3 separate regions of the Mus musculus genome follow, and all the other regions are linked to region 3. Evidence: chromatin contacts called from public Hi-C and HiChIP or PLAC-seq data. All regions are on one chromosome and are shown on one strand. Each heading gives the region's core, a stretch centred on a gene start, on an enhancer-like site or on the middle of the called end of the contact. The rest is flanking DNA. Distances are from core to core; before and after follow the strand shown. Region 1 has its middle 65 kb from the start of Gadd45g. Region 2 has its middle 110 kb from the start of Gadd45g. Region 3 has its middle 59 kb from the start of 4921525O09Rik.

What was found. Hi-C and Micro-C count contacts between places; a contact is called where the count stands out from the background. HiChIP or PLAC-seq counts read pairs in DNA pulled down with a chosen protein or histone mark.
Region 1: a Hi-C map of liver shows a contact between it and region 3, with 2.8 times the contacts expected there. The contact joins two enhancer-like sites. A contact is called at or near these places in 1 of 39 promoter capture datasets (liver), 1 of 15 datasets of contacts at CTCF or cohesin (CD8 T cells), 8 of 484 Hi-C or Micro-C datasets (astrocytes, bone marrow-derived macrophages and liver), 3 of 115 datasets of contacts at active chromatin or transcription factors (astrocytes and regulatory T cells) and 2 of 9 other capture datasets (embryonic stem cells and embryonic trunk).
Region 2: a contact with region 3 is called in an H3K27ac HiChIP or PLAC-seq map of regulatory T cells, with 2.7 times the contacts expected there. The contact joins two enhancer-like sites. A contact is called at or near these places in 1 of 15 datasets of contacts at CTCF or cohesin (CD8 T cells), 2 of 484 Hi-C or Micro-C datasets (bone marrow-derived macrophages and nephron progenitors), 6 of 115 datasets of contacts at active chromatin or transcription factors (effector CD8 T cells, embryonic basal ganglia, large pre-B cells and 3 more) and 1 of 9 other capture datasets (embryonic stem cells).

Annotation. Positions count from the first base shown.
Region 1 is chr13:51,909,832-51,913,101 of GRCm38.p6, reverse strand. No RefSeq gene overlaps it. Among named protein-coding and RNA genes, the nearest start is that of Gadd45g, 65 kb to the right of the region's middle. Within about 2 kb of position 1,636, at least 41 of the 459 cell types and tissues checked have an H3K27ac peak or open chromatin away from gene starts, as enhancers often do. A contact at or near this core is called in CD8 T cells, liver and regulatory T cells, where this site is marked.
Region 2 is chr13:51,950,440-51,953,335 of GRCm38.p6, reverse strand. No RefSeq gene overlaps it. Among named protein-coding and RNA genes, the nearest start is that of Gadd45g, 110 kb to the right of the region's middle. Within about 2 kb of position 1,470, at least 24 of the 459 cell types and tissues checked have an H3K27ac peak or open chromatin away from gene starts, as enhancers often do. A contact at or near this core is called in CD8 T cells and regulatory T cells, where this site is marked.
Region 3 is chr13:52,154,227-52,157,169 of GRCm38.p6, reverse strand. No RefSeq gene overlaps it. Among named protein-coding and RNA genes, the nearest start is that of 4921525O09Rik, 59 kb to the right of the region's middle. Within about 2 kb of position 1,544, at least 116 of the 459 cell types and tissues checked have an H3K27ac peak or open chromatin away from gene starts, as enhancers often do. A contact at or near this core is called in CD8 T cells, liver and regulatory T cells, where this site is marked.

The DNA of each region.
Region 1 (3,270 bases), core at 387-2,886, 240 kb after region 3:
TCTTGGGCTCGCACAAATGAGTGTAGTGTACGCACACACATATCGAGATCCATGTATATATATGTGCACAAACTCACACACTCATCATATCCAACTGCATGCATAGTCACGTGCACACACTTGTTACACACATGCATATACTTACACTTCCACAAGCACACTCACATGCCCATAGCCACCAGTGCACACATTCAAATGGTAGGCCAGCAAAGCTCCAAGCCTGATTCTCCAGTCTAATATGTCAAATGGGCTTGTTTATCTTGCAGTTCTGTAGTTCCTAGCCAGTCATTCCAAATCCAGAAAGCCCTGGGAACAAGACACTGTTTCATAACAGGTTTAGAGGCAGGGTTCAACCTGAATGCACGTGAGGCATTCTCTGCCTGACTTAGTTTTGCTATAAAACATTAATACCTTTGCCTGCCGGCTGCTACCCACACACAGTGGGGTTGGGTGGAGCATGTGATCCACACACTGCCCAAAACAGCCGCAGGCTCAAATCCCATCTGGCTCCAGGGTTACAGGTGAAGGGTTTCACCCATAGCTAGCATGCACAGACAGTGGGTGCTTACATTCCCACGGAAGCCTGGGACCCACGGTGGCCCATTACCCAGAATCCACCACTAGGTGATCTGTTCACCCTGGGGCAGGGGGGTGGGGAGGGGGAGTGACCACAGAGTACTGAAGAGACAAATTAAGTCAAACAGAATCAGGCGGGACTTCAACTCTAAGCTTCTAGACAATGTGCTGAATGCTCTTCCTTCTGGGCCCAAATCTTATAACTCCCTCAAACTGACTGCCTCCAAAAGGAACTTCTGGGGGCTTGTCTGTCTCCTTCCTGTCCCTGATGAGACAGGGGACATGTGTACAACATAGGTACACACACGCTCATGTATACACGTACCCCTCTCTCTTAGAGGCGAGCTCTGGAAACCTCTCCACAGAACTCCATAGCAGCCATTGCCCCAATACAGACAACCTGAACATAGTAGGACCAAAAATCTGGTAGCTCCAGCACCGGTCTCCAATCCCACCAGAACTCATGCTACCCAGCCAAGGGGAAGTTCCAGGATTTTCTCCCAGATGGCTTTGACTCTCCTTTTCCAGAATCACTCTCAAAGGTAATTTCAGAGTCAACAAAGAAACCCTGCTCAGCACACCCCTATGGTGTGGAAACTGAAGTTAAAAGATTGCTTAAGAGCAGCCGCACATCAAAGCCCTCGCCCCTCAAAGAGAGATCCCAAACCCCAAGGCCACCTCACGGAAAGCTGACAGCTAAGCGGGTAGGGGCGCGGCTCCTCTGTGAGCCCGAGAACAGGGTGGAGGAGGGCAGTTCAAGGAAGTGTAGAGGTTCTTTGAACTTGGAAAAGGGGTGACTTGGAAGCTTGCCCTTCTGCTACTCAGGTTCACAGCTGAGGGCTGACACCTGCTTGTACTCGAAGGATCCCTCCCTGCCCCCCCCTCCCCAAGTCAGGAGGGACTCTGGGGATTCTCCGTTTCCTCCCCCATTGCACTGCGACAACAAGCCAAGGACACAAGAACCTGGAGACCACAGATCTTCCGCCCTGCTCAGGAGAGCCCATTCTTCCCTCCAGCTTCCCGGCCTGCTACCTTATCACCAATGTCAACACACATTTCCCAACAGTGCTAAAGAGTCCCGAAAGCAAATATTCTACTGCCTCCGGGAACTCTCTGGGTACAAGGCTTTGATGGGAGCAGGTACATCAGCCGAGACCAGCACCTCTGTCGATGCAGTAATAAACCTTACGTGCATACCCCAGATGGTGAGCCACAGGGCTAGGGCTCTCCCACCTGGGTTCAGGTAGAGAGCACCTGCAGACAGGCCCAAGTGACACACGCATGGGTTACCTGATGCAGGGTCCTATTGGCTCAGTGGCAGAAGGCTAAGCTGTAGACCTCATGCCACCAGCAATTTGTATGTGAAGAAAGTTGGACTGAACAATCCCTTTTGATAATCAATCATTTTAACACTCATGTTTATCCTTAAATGAAATTCTTGGATACTACTATTACATACATATAAACAGTATATAGATGAGTGACAGATGGACCGTTAATGGTGACAGATGAATGGGCAGGTGTTGATGACACTAGGTGGATGTACAGACAATACCAATGGATGGATGATGGATGGATGGATGGATGGATGGATGGATGGATGGATGGATGGATGGATGGATGGATGGTGTATGATGGATGGATGGTGTATGATGGATGGATGGATGGATGATGGATGGATGGATGGATGGATGGATGGGTGATGATGAACTGGTAGATATGTGAGTAGTTGGATGTGTTTACCATTTATAATGACATCTTTTTGAATAGCAAACATCTAGGTACAATTCTCATAGGATATGCCAACTCCTTAAACATTGACATTAGGTATACTTTCAGAAGATACAACAACTGGCATCAGGCATTGTCTCAGCAGTTCGTGGGGCTCTCACCAGTGCTACATATATTTTTGTGTATGTGAAAGTGTGTGGAAGCTAAAAACAATACAAAGCCTAGAGCACGCCTTGACGGGCATCATAGCTGCCTGCCTAGGAAAAGTATTGTTTATTGTAGCCTCATGAGAAATGCACGATGTCTCTAGATCAAAGGTGGGGACAGGGCTGCCTTCCAATGCAGACCCTTCATCCAAGTAATTGGCTGATGGCTGATAAGAGACCCACCGAGCCATATGATCATGTGACACTCTCCCTAGGAAAATCCCAAATCCCTTTAGCCCTGCGCACAGAAGGCCAGCAGACCCTGGGGCATTATTTCCATTTTTTAAAACCTCCCTGACAAATTCCTATTGGGTTTTTTTTCAATAGCTTTTTTTAAAGATTTATTTATTATTTATTATATGTAAGTACACTGTAGCTGTCTTCAGACACTCCAGAAGAGGGAGTCAGATCTCATTATGGATGGTTGTGAGCCACCATGTGGTTGCTGGGATTTGAACTCCGGACCTTTGGAAGAGCAGTCGGGTGCTCTTACCTGCTGAGCCATCTCACCAGCCCCCTATTGGGTTTTTATGAACCACTACCTCTCTGAGGGCCACCACTAAGGGGAGAATCCAGCCCCCCAGTAGGTTGAACCAGGGCTTCAGCAACTTCCCCGGAAACTCAGTAGCCACTTACATTCCATCATAGCTCCTGAGACTTGACATTAGACAAGACTAAGCCACTGAGATGGGCCACCTATAGACCCTCTGAATCCCCTTTGCCCACCCCTGAACAGGCAATCTTCCCTTAGGCTGCA
Region 2 (2,896 bases), core at 221-2,720, 200 kb after region 3:
TCTCAGGAGAAGCCAGAGGCCTCGGGCCTACCTATCCTGTCAGGCTGCCAACAGCATGCTAACCTTAGTAATTAAGTGCTGACAGTGTAAAATTCAGCAACCCCAACACCCTCAGCTGCTATGTTAGAGTGTCTGTCCCATGCTTTTCAGATGACTGCTCTGAGAGAGTTGGCCAGAGATGAACCAGGCTCTGTCCTGTCACGAGCTACAAGCATATCAGCCAGGGCTATTAGTTGGGAAGGAAGGGGCTGCAATCAGGACTCCTAGAGGTTCATTCTGCTCCCCACAAGATACTTATAAGACATCAGAAAGAGCTGATGGCTGAAACCAAGCATCTGTCCTAACAGCCTGTGGCATGCTGAGGTGCCTGTAAGTTACCTCGAACAGCAAGGGTTACAGTCTCTGTCATCTAGGCATTGCCAGAGATCAGACCCATTGGAGTAACAGACAGAGTGAGGGGGTGTGGTCAGCCATTTGCTTTCACTCTGGGATGGGCAGCCCTGGAGAAGGAACCAGTACACAGTTTTCTGGCATCCATGTTTTGCAACCTAGCCTATTGTGTTAGTCATTTGCTCACCAGCCGAAGACTCGGTGGCCACAGAGTGCTGGGAGGGCTAGGCAGTGGGGCACAATCTTCAACCCAAAGATAGGATGAAGTTATCAGGGTAGTAGCCTGTGTCACACTTAGGCCGGGCTTGGCTCTGCACATCTGCTCCTACTCTGGTCTCAAAAGCCACCTGTCCATCACTGACGATGGGAGGGATTTTCTTTAGGTCAGCTCAGCATACTTTCACACAGACACACACACACACACACACACACACACCCTTTTAGAATCTGTGCACCCCCTTCCAGAACTAAGGCCAGAGTGGGTTGCTCCATACAAGATAACATCATTGACAAAACTTGGCACACAGTTCCATACAAGATTCAGGGATGGTCTCCAGGCTCCTCCCCCCCACAGGACATGCGACCTGCCATCTTTGGATATAAAAGAAGTAAAGGTCACTCTGATGATGTCCTGAGCTGCATTGCCATGTTCTGAAGCCCCCAAAGACAGTTGTCTATGGCAGTGTACTGAAGCCAACTGGGAGGGCAGCAGGTCTCTGAGGTGGGACAAGCGGAACAGGTAATGAAGTTGTCTCTGTCCCAGACCTGTAATGACGCTTCACTGGGTTCAGAAGTCTACATAGCTTCAGATAAATATGTGTGAGTATGTGAGTGCTTTCGAGCACATGTGGGTCTACATGGTGTGTGTGTGTGTGTGTGTGTGTGTGTGTGTGTGTGTGTGTTTATAAACGACTATCCAACCTGTAAAAACCCTAGGATGACCAACACATCTAATTCACTCTGTAGAGCTCAGACATCCTTGAGAGATTCAACTTGTGCCTGCCTCCCAGTTCATCAAAGCTCAGCTGCCACCGATGAGCCTTTTAGGAAGCTCGTGGGTACTGACTGTCACAGCGAAAGCCCAAAGTAGAGAAAAACGTATATCAAAGAGATCTGTGGTTATTGCATTTTTCTAATGGAGTAGGTCTCACTGAGCTTCACAGAAAACCCGCAAAGTGTTTAAGGAAATTGTATCAGCAAAACTCCCTCCAACGTAACCTCAAACCCACAGAGTCAGGGTCCTCTGAGCTTCTGAGCTCCCCTCTTAGGCCATGCCTGCCTCTGCTGGGTCTGGAGCAAGTCAAAGAAAGGGAATTTGCTCTCTCATACTCTCTCTCTCTCTCTCTCTCTCTCTCTCTCTCTCTCTCTGTCTCTGTCTGTCTTTTTCTCACTCTCACTCTCTTCCTCCATTCCTTCCTCCATTCCTCCCTCCCTCCCTCCCTCTCTCCCTCTTTCTCCTGCCCTCCCCATGTCCAAGTCTAATGAATGCCAGGCCTCCAATTCACTATGTAGCTGAGAGTGGCCTTGAATTTCTGATCCTCCTGCTGGGGTTATAGGGCTATCCCATCACACCAGCTTTGCACCATGCTGGGTATGGAACCCAGGGCTTCCAGCACACTAGGCAAGCATTCTACTACCTGAGTCGCACTCTCATCTGAGAGCTTGTCTTTCCATGCCCAGGTCCACATACTGAGCACAGCTCTATATAAGCATTTCTCATGGATCAAAGGAGACGCAGAGTGGGTGAGACAACTGAGCAGGCAGAGGAGCCTGCGCAGTACCATGGCCTGAGTTCAAACTCTGGAGCCCACCGGGTAACAGGAGATAAATGACTCCTTTGAACTATCCTCTGACCTCCACACTTACATAGTTGCACACAAGTAAACACACACACACACACACACACACACACACACACACAGGTTTTAAGAGGAAACCAAGACCCCAACAGCCTGGGAGGAAATGTATCTACCATGAGGAGGTCAGAGTTCAACACACTGAATATTCACACCCCTAAATTTCATACTGACCCCTAGCCTCTGTGTGAGAGTTCCCAAAGATGGAGACTGGGAGACTACTCAAGTCCTGAGGAGACGGTGTTTTCAGAGAGGAGGCTTCAGGGGGCCTCTAGTCCTTGCTGCCACATGAGAATCTACAAACCAAGAAGTGGCTCCCCCACAGGCACCAAATCTGCCAACGCCTTGCTCTTCCAAGAGTGTTAGGACTTGATGCCTCTTGCTCGAGCAGCCAACACAGAGACGAGAAAGCTGCAGGCCTCACTTTGCTTCTCTGCCTGATTGGCGAGAGCAATGCCTTAGAGATCAGGGAGGCTCACCTCTCTCTGGCCACGAAGATTAGGCTAGAAGGGCTCTGGCCCCATGAATGACTTAATCCCTTGATGGAGTCATTATATCCTGGCATTAGTGGGAGACTGTGAAAGACAGGATGTGGGGCCTGGTTGGAGGAAGTCCATCGGTGGGGTAGGTCCCTGGGAGCTGTATCCTGT
Region 3 (2,943 bases), core at 295-2,794:
TGTGGCCCATCTGGTCCACAGTGAGTTCTAAATCATCTAAGGCTACATAGCAAGACTTTAAATAAATAAAAAAGATGAACAAACAGAACAACAATAAAATAAATCCTTCCAAGAACACAAGTCCTGTCTATATTTATTCAGTGCTGTATCTCCCATGCCTGGAGGAAAGAGCCCGGACCCCAAATTCCATCCAGGCGTCTTTCCCGAGACCAAATACTACCTTTGCTTTAGGGGTTGAAGCTTCCCGCAAAGATAGAGTCCAGGCTTCTCAGGATCCCCACTGTGGACCCATAACTAGTGCCCCAGAGGCTGCGCCCCAACCCCACCCTAGCAGACATGTGCAGAGATGGACACTCCTATTCATCTGAGGCTTAGTCTAGATCTGTAATTTCAATTTCCTAAAGAAGGAAAGAGGCCACGAGACCCTTAGCCTATCCTCTTGTGATAGCTAAGGTCTACACCCATCCAATTAGCAGCCCAGGCGTGAACTCTTCTGTGTGAGAGAGCCCTGTCAGCCAAGGGAGCTGGAGCCCAAGAGGCTCTTTCTCCCTACCTGTTGAACTCTGAGACCCCTGCAGCTGCAGGTTCTGAGACATAAGACTCTCTAGCTCCACACCACAAACCTAGGGATTGGGGCTCCCCACTGGATGGAGACCCATCTCCCAAGCCCCCTGCATTCTTGTATACATCTCTGCAAGTGTGTGCCTGACACTGAAGGAGGCTGAGTAGTTCTGGCTGGACCTTGTAAGTTGTTTTACTTCCAGTGCCGGGGATTGAACTCAGGACCTCACGCATGCTAGGCAGGTTCTCTAAGGTCATCCTCAGCCCCCAAGAGCCACCGATGTAAAGGACAGAGGGATCCTAGGTAGAGCACACCTTCCCAGGTCGTCACTTCCCTCTGGCCTCTCCAGGCTTCTTAGAGAAAGACAATATAGCTGGATGTTACCTAACCCTAATTCTGTTGCTATGACATCTGGACTTCCAGACCTGACTCTAATCCTCATTAATTGGATCCCCAGCTTCCAAATGTTTCCTCTTGTTTCTCTAAGTCTCTCTGCAAGAGGAACGAACACCGCAAGTCAGTAGGCCTTCAGTTATATATAGGTCAGGAGGTTGTGGGTCAGTTCTGCAAACCGTTTATTGATTTACATTCTTACGTCTTCCTGGTCTCCTCTGAACACGTGTCACTTTCACTTTGAGAAAGAAAACTGTACATGCCTGCGCCACTCAAGTTAAACTTTGTCAGGAAGCTCCAAGAGCACTCTGTGAGTGTGGGTCTCAAAGTACCCAAGCTGGTAGAAGAACTCGGGCTTTGAGCCAACCAAAATCGTCCACTTGGCTATTTCAAGTCTTTTCCCCTTCTTCAGTACAGTGATGAGTGGCACCCGGATAAAGTTTTTGTTTACCAAAAGTTCCTCCCAGAATAGAAACTGCCCACAATATTTTTCTTGTGGAGGACATTTAGCGGGCCATGGTGTTCAGAGCTGATGCTTTCTGCTGTACAAAGCAGAGCTGGGTGTCACCTCTGGACTCTGCCAGAGGAGGCAAGGACCTTGTTCCTAACCAACCTTGGGACTCTCAGATCTCTGGAATGTTTCAGTACTGCCTGGTCTAAGTGAGTGTTTTGTTTGGTTGATTTTGTAACTTAAAGCTTGGGCAAGCTGTTCAGCTTCTTTTCTCCCTGCTAGCAGAAGCCAGCAAAAAGAAAATTATGACAGGGTCCCATGGGTGAGGATAGAATTTCCAACAAGCTAGTCTTTTAGGAGGGTGACCCATCTAGAGATGACAAATGGTCAGTCCCAAAGGCAGCAGCTGGCCTCACTGTAAATCCAGGTTCAGGGTCCTTTAAAGCATACACCTGTTGCAAGGGAGTCCCTGTCACAAGCCTGCAGCTGTGGGTGCCGTTTGCAGCCCGCTTATGTCAACACGCACCATGGGGCTGGTCAACGGGTGGCGTGAGGATCTGATGATGGATGCATTTTATGACAGCGCCTGTTGCCCGGCAGAAAAACACCCCGTATGATTTAATAGGACCACAGCAAATCCTAACAGCAAAACATTCATCTGGCGAAGGCTGCAGACTCTTACACAGCTCTTGCCAGGTTTCTATGGTGATGATGTTCATTGTAAGCACAGAACAAGCACCGATTCACAGTGTCCAGCAGAGGCTACAGTCTCCTCCACCCTCCTGCTTGCTTGCTGCAGGCAGCCGTGGCTTCCATGCTAAACGTGCACCCTGGAGTAAAATCAAGTCCCCTTGCACTCTCCGTCCCCCCAGAGAGGAGTGGAGCGTGCAGACACAAAGCAAACAGAGATGCTAGCAGGGTGTTGGGATGCACCAAATAAATGGTAACACCAATCTGTTCAGCTGATCACTGTTTTTATTCTTGCCCTCTTTATTAACATGGCTGAGGAAGCATACCACAGCTCATGGGTGGAGATCACAGGACAACCTCTGCTGGTCCTATTAAACCATACAGGGACTTTTTGCCTGAGACACTCTTACTGTCCCCTACTGCACACTCCAAGGCTAGCTGACCCTCACGCTTCTGTGGCTCCTTGTCTTAGCCTCCCATCTCACTGTAAGAATGCTGGGCTTACAGATGTGTCTGCTACTGCATCTGGCCCCTCTGATGCACCTTCAAGTTTAAAAACGTTAGCATTTTTGTGGACGGGGGTGGGGGTGGCTAGGTAAATTTCCAGATGAAGAGTTGTATTGAGGAATTTGTTCTCTGAGGGAATTTCAGAGCCATCTCTATGTACATTGTGATCCAATCTGGGACAATCTTGCAAACAGGGACAGCAAATCCCTGCCAAGATCTGGTGTGTGATCATTCAGGTCTCATCTGCTGCTTGCAAAATCCTGGGAAACTGGCCTGTTTGTCTGGAAGAACCAAGTGCTGTGCCAGCAGCAGACCCTGGCTCACAGCTCTGTTCAATACT